2 separate regions of the Bos taurus genome follow, and region 1 is linked to region 2. Evidence: chromatin contacts called from public Hi-C data. All regions are on one chromosome and are shown on one strand. Each heading gives the region's core, a stretch centred on a gene start, on an enhancer-like site or on the middle of the called end of the contact. The rest is flanking DNA. Distances are from core to core; before and after follow the strand shown.

Evidence for each region. A called contact is a pair of places that touch in the nucleus more often than the background predicts.
Region 1: a contact with region 2 is called in a Hi-C map of skeletal muscle, with 7 times the contacts expected there. The contact joins the promoter of ETFBKMT here to the promoter of RESF1 in region 2. A contact is called at or near these places in 4 of 11 Hi-C or Micro-C datasets (blastocyst, liver and skeletal muscle).

The regions. Positions count from the first base shown.
Region 1 is chr5:78,280,534-78,284,168 of ARS-UCD2.0, reverse strand. It overlaps ETFBKMT (electron transfer flavoprotein subunit beta lysine methyltransferase), which reads left to right and starts at 1,727. Exons shown (of 5, transcript XM_059887011.1): 1 at 1,727-1,814.
Region 2 is chr5:77,949,555-77,952,873 of ARS-UCD2.0, reverse strand. RESF1 (retroelement silencing factor 1) reads left to right here and starts at 2,012. Exons shown (of 7, transcript NM_001101072.2): 1 at 2,012-2,050.

The sequences.
Region 1 (3,635 bases), core at 478-2,977, 330 kb before region 2:
GGTTAATGTATAATGAAGAAGCACATTGCAGATTAGGGAGAGCCCTGTCCAGGAGGGCATGTGTTACGCTTAAATTTTCTTGTCCTGCCTTAAAAAACATACATTTTATTCCATCATAGGTGATAGGGAAAGAGAGCTTATAGGAATGACATTTTGGAAAGATAAGTGGTTTACTAGGAGAATAGATAAGAGATATGATAATCTTGAGACAATGTCTGTTTGGGTGTGGTGTCCACTTTTCAAGTCCAAGAAGATTAAGGGTGTTTTCAAGGAGGGCTTTTATGACAATTGAGTTCTTTGGGGAGAGTCTGCTTTAGGCAGATAAGAGATTTCAGAAACTCAAATCTCTTTCACTCAAAACAATTCCTGTGCTACAGTGGCATATCCTGATCCCCATTCATTAGGAAGGTTTAATAATGTGCCCAAGGTCACACAGCTAATAAGTATACTTAAATAACTTGTTCAAAAAAAACTTTAAAGACAAATTTGAGTATGAGATTTATTTTTTTAACTTGCAAGAGTGTCCAGTTATTAGGGAATTGGAACGTGTACAGAGATGTAGGCAGATATTTAAAGGCAAAAATCACAAGGTCAGATAGATAGCTCAGTTGTTACCAAACAATTGACAGGTCTGCTTGGTTGCATTTGGGTCAGTTTTGACAAAAGAGAGACAATTCTTTCTCTCAATTAAAAAGAACAAAAGGGACTTCCCTGGCTGTCCTGTGGTTAAGACTCCAGGCTTCCACTGCAGGGAGCACAGGTTCAATCCCTTATCAAGGAACTAAGATTTTTGCCCTGTGACAAAAATAAATAAATAAAAATAAAAAACCAACAGCAAACAATAGAAAAGAAAGTCCAGGTTTGCTTCTCAGGGCTTACAGTCTGTTTCTCTTGGCTTATCTGCTTAGCTTATCTTGTAGGAATCCTTTTTTTTTGGACTATGGAATGAAAGTTTCAGAAAAAAACATTTAAATTGCACAATAGTGAATGGGATATAAAAGGCAGAATTGCAGAGAAACCAGTTGCAGGAATTCAGGCAAGCAATCATAAGGCAGATCTAAGGGCAAGGCAAGAGGAATGGAAAGAAGATCAATTTGAAAATTGTCTCTATGATAGAATACATTAGCTGGTTAAACACTAAAATCCTGAGACAAACCGATCTGGTTTTTTTTTTTTTTTTTTGCCACACCGTGTGGCATGTGGGATCTTAGTTTTCAGACAAGGGATCATGCCCCCTGCATTGGGATAATGAGAGTCTTAACCACTGGATTGCCAGGGAAGTCCCTAGATCTTGAATATCTATTAGGAATTATTACTAACAATAGAATCAGTGAGCGTTAATTGAAATGACAAGTTACAATTAAAGAAACAAAAAAGATTGTACGTGTATGAAAATTATTATAATCAGGACATATTATGATTTAATCTCAGCTGAATGTGTCATTAAGGATTTCTGCTGTGTCTATTTGGCTCACCACCCTATGCCCAGTACCTAGAAGTGTGATGGGCACAAAGCAGATGCTCCACGGCTTCAGAGCGTATTTTTTAGAAATCAGTATTTGACATTCCCTTATTTTCCTCTGGTTTCACACTTCTGTCCCTTTAAGAAGCCCGGGTGAAGGGAGAGAGCGCTGCCGGGAAGGAAGGCGGAGCAGGAGGTCGGGGCAGGGGCGGGGCCAGGGGTGCTGTAGCAGGCGACGCCGGGAATTCTGGATCCCGAGAGCAGTTGTAAAGAAAGCGCCAAAAGAGGCGCCAAGGCAAAGTGACTGACTTGCCCTGTGCTTTGCTCCCCAGGGTGGTGTTAGCACAAACAGGTAAGGAGAAAAGGAAGACTGTGCCTGCCCCTTTAAGGCTGACTCCCTTCCTCTTCGGAGGAAAATAAGGTGCTAACGCTTTTGGAGCTTGCAAAAGCTCCAAACCTGTCTTGCTGCTACCTGGGGAGCTGGCCAAGCACGCCGCGTCCGAGGGCACTACGGCTGTCACCAAGTATACCAGCTCCAAGTAAATATAATATGCCTAGCCGCTGTTAACGGAGAAGGCAATGGCACCCCACTCCAGTACTCTTGCCTGGAAAATCCCATGGACGGAGGGCCTGGTGGGATGTAGTCCATGGGGTCGCTAAGAGTCGGACACGACTGAGCGACTTCACTCACTTTCACTTTCTTACTAATTAATCCAAATACCCAGTGTTCCCCCCTTAATCATATTCGTAACAGATGCTTCATTGGTGCTTGGCGTGGGAGGGGGCGGCATCGGTTTGGATGACACTATGTCCAAAATAGTCTCCTATTTGCTCTGCTTTCTTTTTAAACCTTAGACTCAAGGGCTGACCCAATCCTTCCTACGCAATGAGTCCAATGAGGTCAGGCTGTTAAGAGAGCCTGTGATTACAAGGGCATAAATGTGGGCTGACACCCACTTAAAATCTATCCCGAGTTCACAGACTAGTGGCCTGACAGGCATTTTGACCCTCCTTCTGTGTTGACATTTTAATTAATTCCTGCGTTTAAAAGTGGGAATTTTTTTTTTTTTTTCGGGTGGGGACTTGCAGCAGATGGGATCTTAGTTCCAGGAGCAGGGATTGTGCTCCCTTTATTGGGAGTCTTAGCCACTGGACTGCCGGGGAAGCCTGTGGATTATTTTGAAAAATGAAAAGATCTGGCCATATGTCCCAGGACAGGCTGCAGCTTGCTGGCTCCGTTGGACTGTTTTGAAACACCTTCTAGTTTGCCACAGCCTCTCTGTTATCAGCAACCAGCCTGCATCACTCATTTATCACCAGTCTGGCCCCAGGTAGGCATTTGAGTTTGGGGCCCCTACCCTTGGACAGCAAGATCAAACCAGTCAATCCTGAAGGAAATCAAACCTGAATATTCATTGGAAGGACTCATGCTGATGCTGAAGCTGAAGTTTCAGTACTTTGGCCACCTGATGGGGAGAGCTGACTTACTGGAAAAAACCCTGATGCTGGGAAAGATTGAGGGCAGGAGGAGAAGGGGGTGACAGAGGATGAGATGGTTGGATGGTATCACTGACTCAAGGGTCATGAATTTGAGCAAACTCTGGAGGACAGGGAAGCCTGGAAGCGCTGCAGTTCATGGTGTTGCAAGAGTTGGACTTGACTTAGCAACTGAACAACTCTAAATATTTGGGTGAATTTAAGACTATTTAAAATATTTATGCAGAACAGGCCAAAGGTTCCAAACAACTTGGTGTATAATTTGTGTTTAAACTTCTCTTCCTCATTCCTACTTATTCTTAATCAAAATGTCTTTCTATTAAGTCCAGGTTTGGTGAAAATGACTCATCAGAGGTATTTACAGAAAGTGATTTGATATTCTTTTATTACGATTAAATCCATAGTATTTTTTGTTTGTTTTAGGAAAAAACAATCTTAATTACATTGATGTTTTATACTAGGGCTATTTTTTTTTGGTTGGGCTGGGTCTTTGTTGCAGTGGGCAGGCTTCTCTAGCTGTGGTGCACGGACTGTACAGCATGAGGACTCAGTAGTTGTGACAAGCGGTCTTAGTCCCAGACCGGGGATTGAATCTGTTGCATTGAAAGGTGGATTCTTAACCACTGGACCACCAGGAAAGTCCCCATATGCTAGGCTTATCTTTATTGACCAGTCA
Region 2 (3,319 bases), core at 763-3,262:
TGCAACAAAACGCCTTGTTTCTTGGGTACATTTCTGTTTGCTGACTTGTGTGGCTTAGGTTCTAGAAAACCCCTTATGTGACCCAAGTATACCACCCCATATTCCCAGAAACTGCTTTTAGCCATGTGTTAGTTGATGTAAGTATCCCAACAATCCTGAGGTAAATATTAATGTTATTCTCAATTTACAGATGAGAAAACTGAGCAGAGACAGGTTAAGTAATTTCCCCAAAGCTGTATGTCTAGTGAATGGCAGGGTCATGAGGGCAAAGGAATACCCTTTCCTGTATATTGCAAGAACTAAGCACCTCTGCCCTTTCTCATTCTTATTCACTCAGATTGGATTACTTGTTTACTTTGTTGACTTTAAAAATGAAAGTTATTTTCCCAGCTAAAAATGGGTTTATTCTAGAATAGCAGGGGACTTGTAACACAGAAGAACAAACCTGACTCCATATTGGATCTGTTCCTTTAGCTCTAACCTTTTGCTGGTGCTCAGTCATGCTGGTTCTGCAGTTTTGTACAAAAGAATGTTGCCTGTAGCCTGAAAGGTACATGATAGTCCATTCTCAAGGCTCTGCTTCCCAGGCTTGACCTTTAAATGTGTAACAGTTTTCGTTTGTTGTTGTTTTGTTACTGTTACCCTTTTATGACTCCATAGACCATAGCCCACCAGGCTCCCTGTCCATGGGATTTCCCAGGCAAAAATATTGGAGTGGGTTACCATTTCCTTCTCCGGTGGATCTTCCTGACCCAGGGATCAAATCTGGTTCTCCTGCATTGGCAGGCAGAGTCTTTACCACTAAGCCACCAGGGAAGCCCAATTTTCTTTTATGCAGAGATAAAAAATTGCAGAACAGAGAATAACAATTGTCTTGTTTTATGTTTACAGGACCATCCTAACCAGACCTATGTGGATGGCTGCAGGAGCAGAGGGTTATCATATCACCTTGGGGGCATGACCTGCACCAAGAAGGTCACACCTTCATACCTGCAACACCCAACCACACTCCCTCCCCATTTAGTATAAAAGAAGCCTGAATTCTAATTCAGGTTTAAGATGTTTCTTTGGGACACTGCTCTGCCATCTCTTCTGTCTGTTGGTTTTCTGAATAAAGTCGCTATTCTTTGTTCCAACAACTGGCCCCTCGATTTATTGGCCAGTCATGCAGCAGGCAGTGTCAGTTTGCAGTTGGTAACTAAATGCAATTTGGGTCAAGCAAACTGTAGCAAAAGCCAGAGTCCAACAAACAAAGCAAAGTTACTTTATGGAGAAAAAGGAGTTTGGGGGCAGTTCTTTTGAAGGAAGTTTCATTGGGGAAAAGTGAGGGTGACAGTTTCTCATTGGCTGAGTTGTGGGGTAGTCTATTTCTTTTAGCAGCCGCAATGTATGGGTTGGTCAAAAAGTTTGTTGGACAGCTTACATCTTTTCCTGTTGGGCCCTGTAATTGACAATTCTTTCTGTAATTTACTGAGAGTGGTACCGTACTGTATGACAGCTCCCCCTTCTGGCCTCTCAACTCTATTTTGGTGAGGTTTCCCTTTACTGTATTAATTTTCACAACTTTGATCTATAGAAATCCTCAGGCAAAAAGAGTCTATTTGCTTTGAGAAAGTTTTTCTGTGTTAAAGGATGTTCCCCTTTGTTAGAAATATACATTTTCAGCCCGGAGTTAGACTTACTGAATGGGTAATTTTGTAGGTGGTGCTTTTCAGTCCCTTTTTAACCTTCAAAAGATTCTGATGCAAGTTAAAGACAAAGAGCCACTGTTGGAGAAGTTTTCTTCTTCAGATACATGAGCTAGCTGTGCAAGCTTGGGAGATAACCGAAGGGCCGGGCTCCCCGGACTCTACTTTATCCGAGCGGCACTAGGACCCCGGTACCGGATACCGGGTCTCGCTACAGCCGTTGCGCCGGGGCGGGGTTGGCTTTCCGGGAGTGGGCCTCCCCCTCGACCCGCCCCTGGAGGCGGACCCGAGTTGACTTAAACTCCGGGGCCGAGAGGAGCTGCGTTTTCCCGGCTCGCCCCTGTTGGGTTCAGCTCCGGTAGGTAAGTAGGGACCTGGTTCCCGCCGGCACTCGCACGTTTCCTCGAGTTCTCGGCGGGGCGGGGGGGCACTGGCAGCCCAGGTGACCGCAGGCGGGGACTGGGTGTGCGCGGCGAGTGCTTTTGTTCTGTGGTGGGGACTGAGCGGCGGCTACGGGCTCTCCGGGGGCTCGAGTCTCTGGCCAGCGGTGAAGGCTGGCCCGCCGGGCTCGGGTCGGTGCCCGCCCACCGCGCGGGGTGGGCCGGGAACCGGGGCGGACGTCGACTCCGAATCAGAGGGCGGCGCCTCGCCGGGTGTTTCTGTGGAACGCCTTTCCTCACCACAGAGGTCGCGGGTGGCGACTGCGAGGACGCATTTTGTTAAACTGCAAGGCGATTGGTTAGACTGATGGATGTGAGAGTGGCTTATGTTTTTAATGATTTCCTGTCGCTGGCTTGAAAAAAAAAAAAATCTTTGTTTTGAATTTATTTTTCCAGTGTTCCCTTCTTCCCCACCCCCATTAGGCCGAACCTCCCAAAACAAAATTGCTCAGCTTGGGTCTCCAAGTGGCCCGCAAACACGTTGGTGCCGGAGTCGCTTTCCGTTCCTCAGCAGTAGTTAGCCCCTCGAGGCATTTTTAAATGCACAAATGCGTACCGATTTTAGATGTTCTCGAGGGATACGAATTTCCTAAGCAGATGTCCTTTGGGAACAGCAAGTTTTCAGAGAATGGTTTCAGTGAAAACAATTTATTTGTAATATTTTAGTGTCTGCCTTCAAAATAAAAAGAAGAGTAGGTGAAGGGGATGAGCTGGGGTGTATTTAAATAAACGCGTCGCAGAGCTTGTTTGGGGATTTTTCTGATTAATGTGTTAACTCTAAATCAAACGAGTTCTATTAGGTGTTAACATGAAAGAGTTATGGTTTTATTTTTTTCTGTGCAGTTGGATTCTCATTTTCTAATTCGATAAAGAATTGTTAAGTTGAAAGTGTTTAGAGTGATAGAAGGAGTGGGTCAGGAGGCGTGCACTTGAATTATCACTTAAAAAGTAAATGGTAATATACGGCAGACCCAGTTTCTATTTGTTACTTTGCCTTCTTAAGAATTCAGTAAGCTTAGTTTGCTTTTGATCCAGCCTTAACACGGTTTGAGCAGCGATGTCATATTCAAGTAAGCAAATGAGTATGTATCTTTATTATAAGTTTAATGTGAATTTTATATAAATAACATAAAATTACAAATTTTATGTTGAATTTATTATCAATTATAAAATGTTTATTGCTGTCCCTAG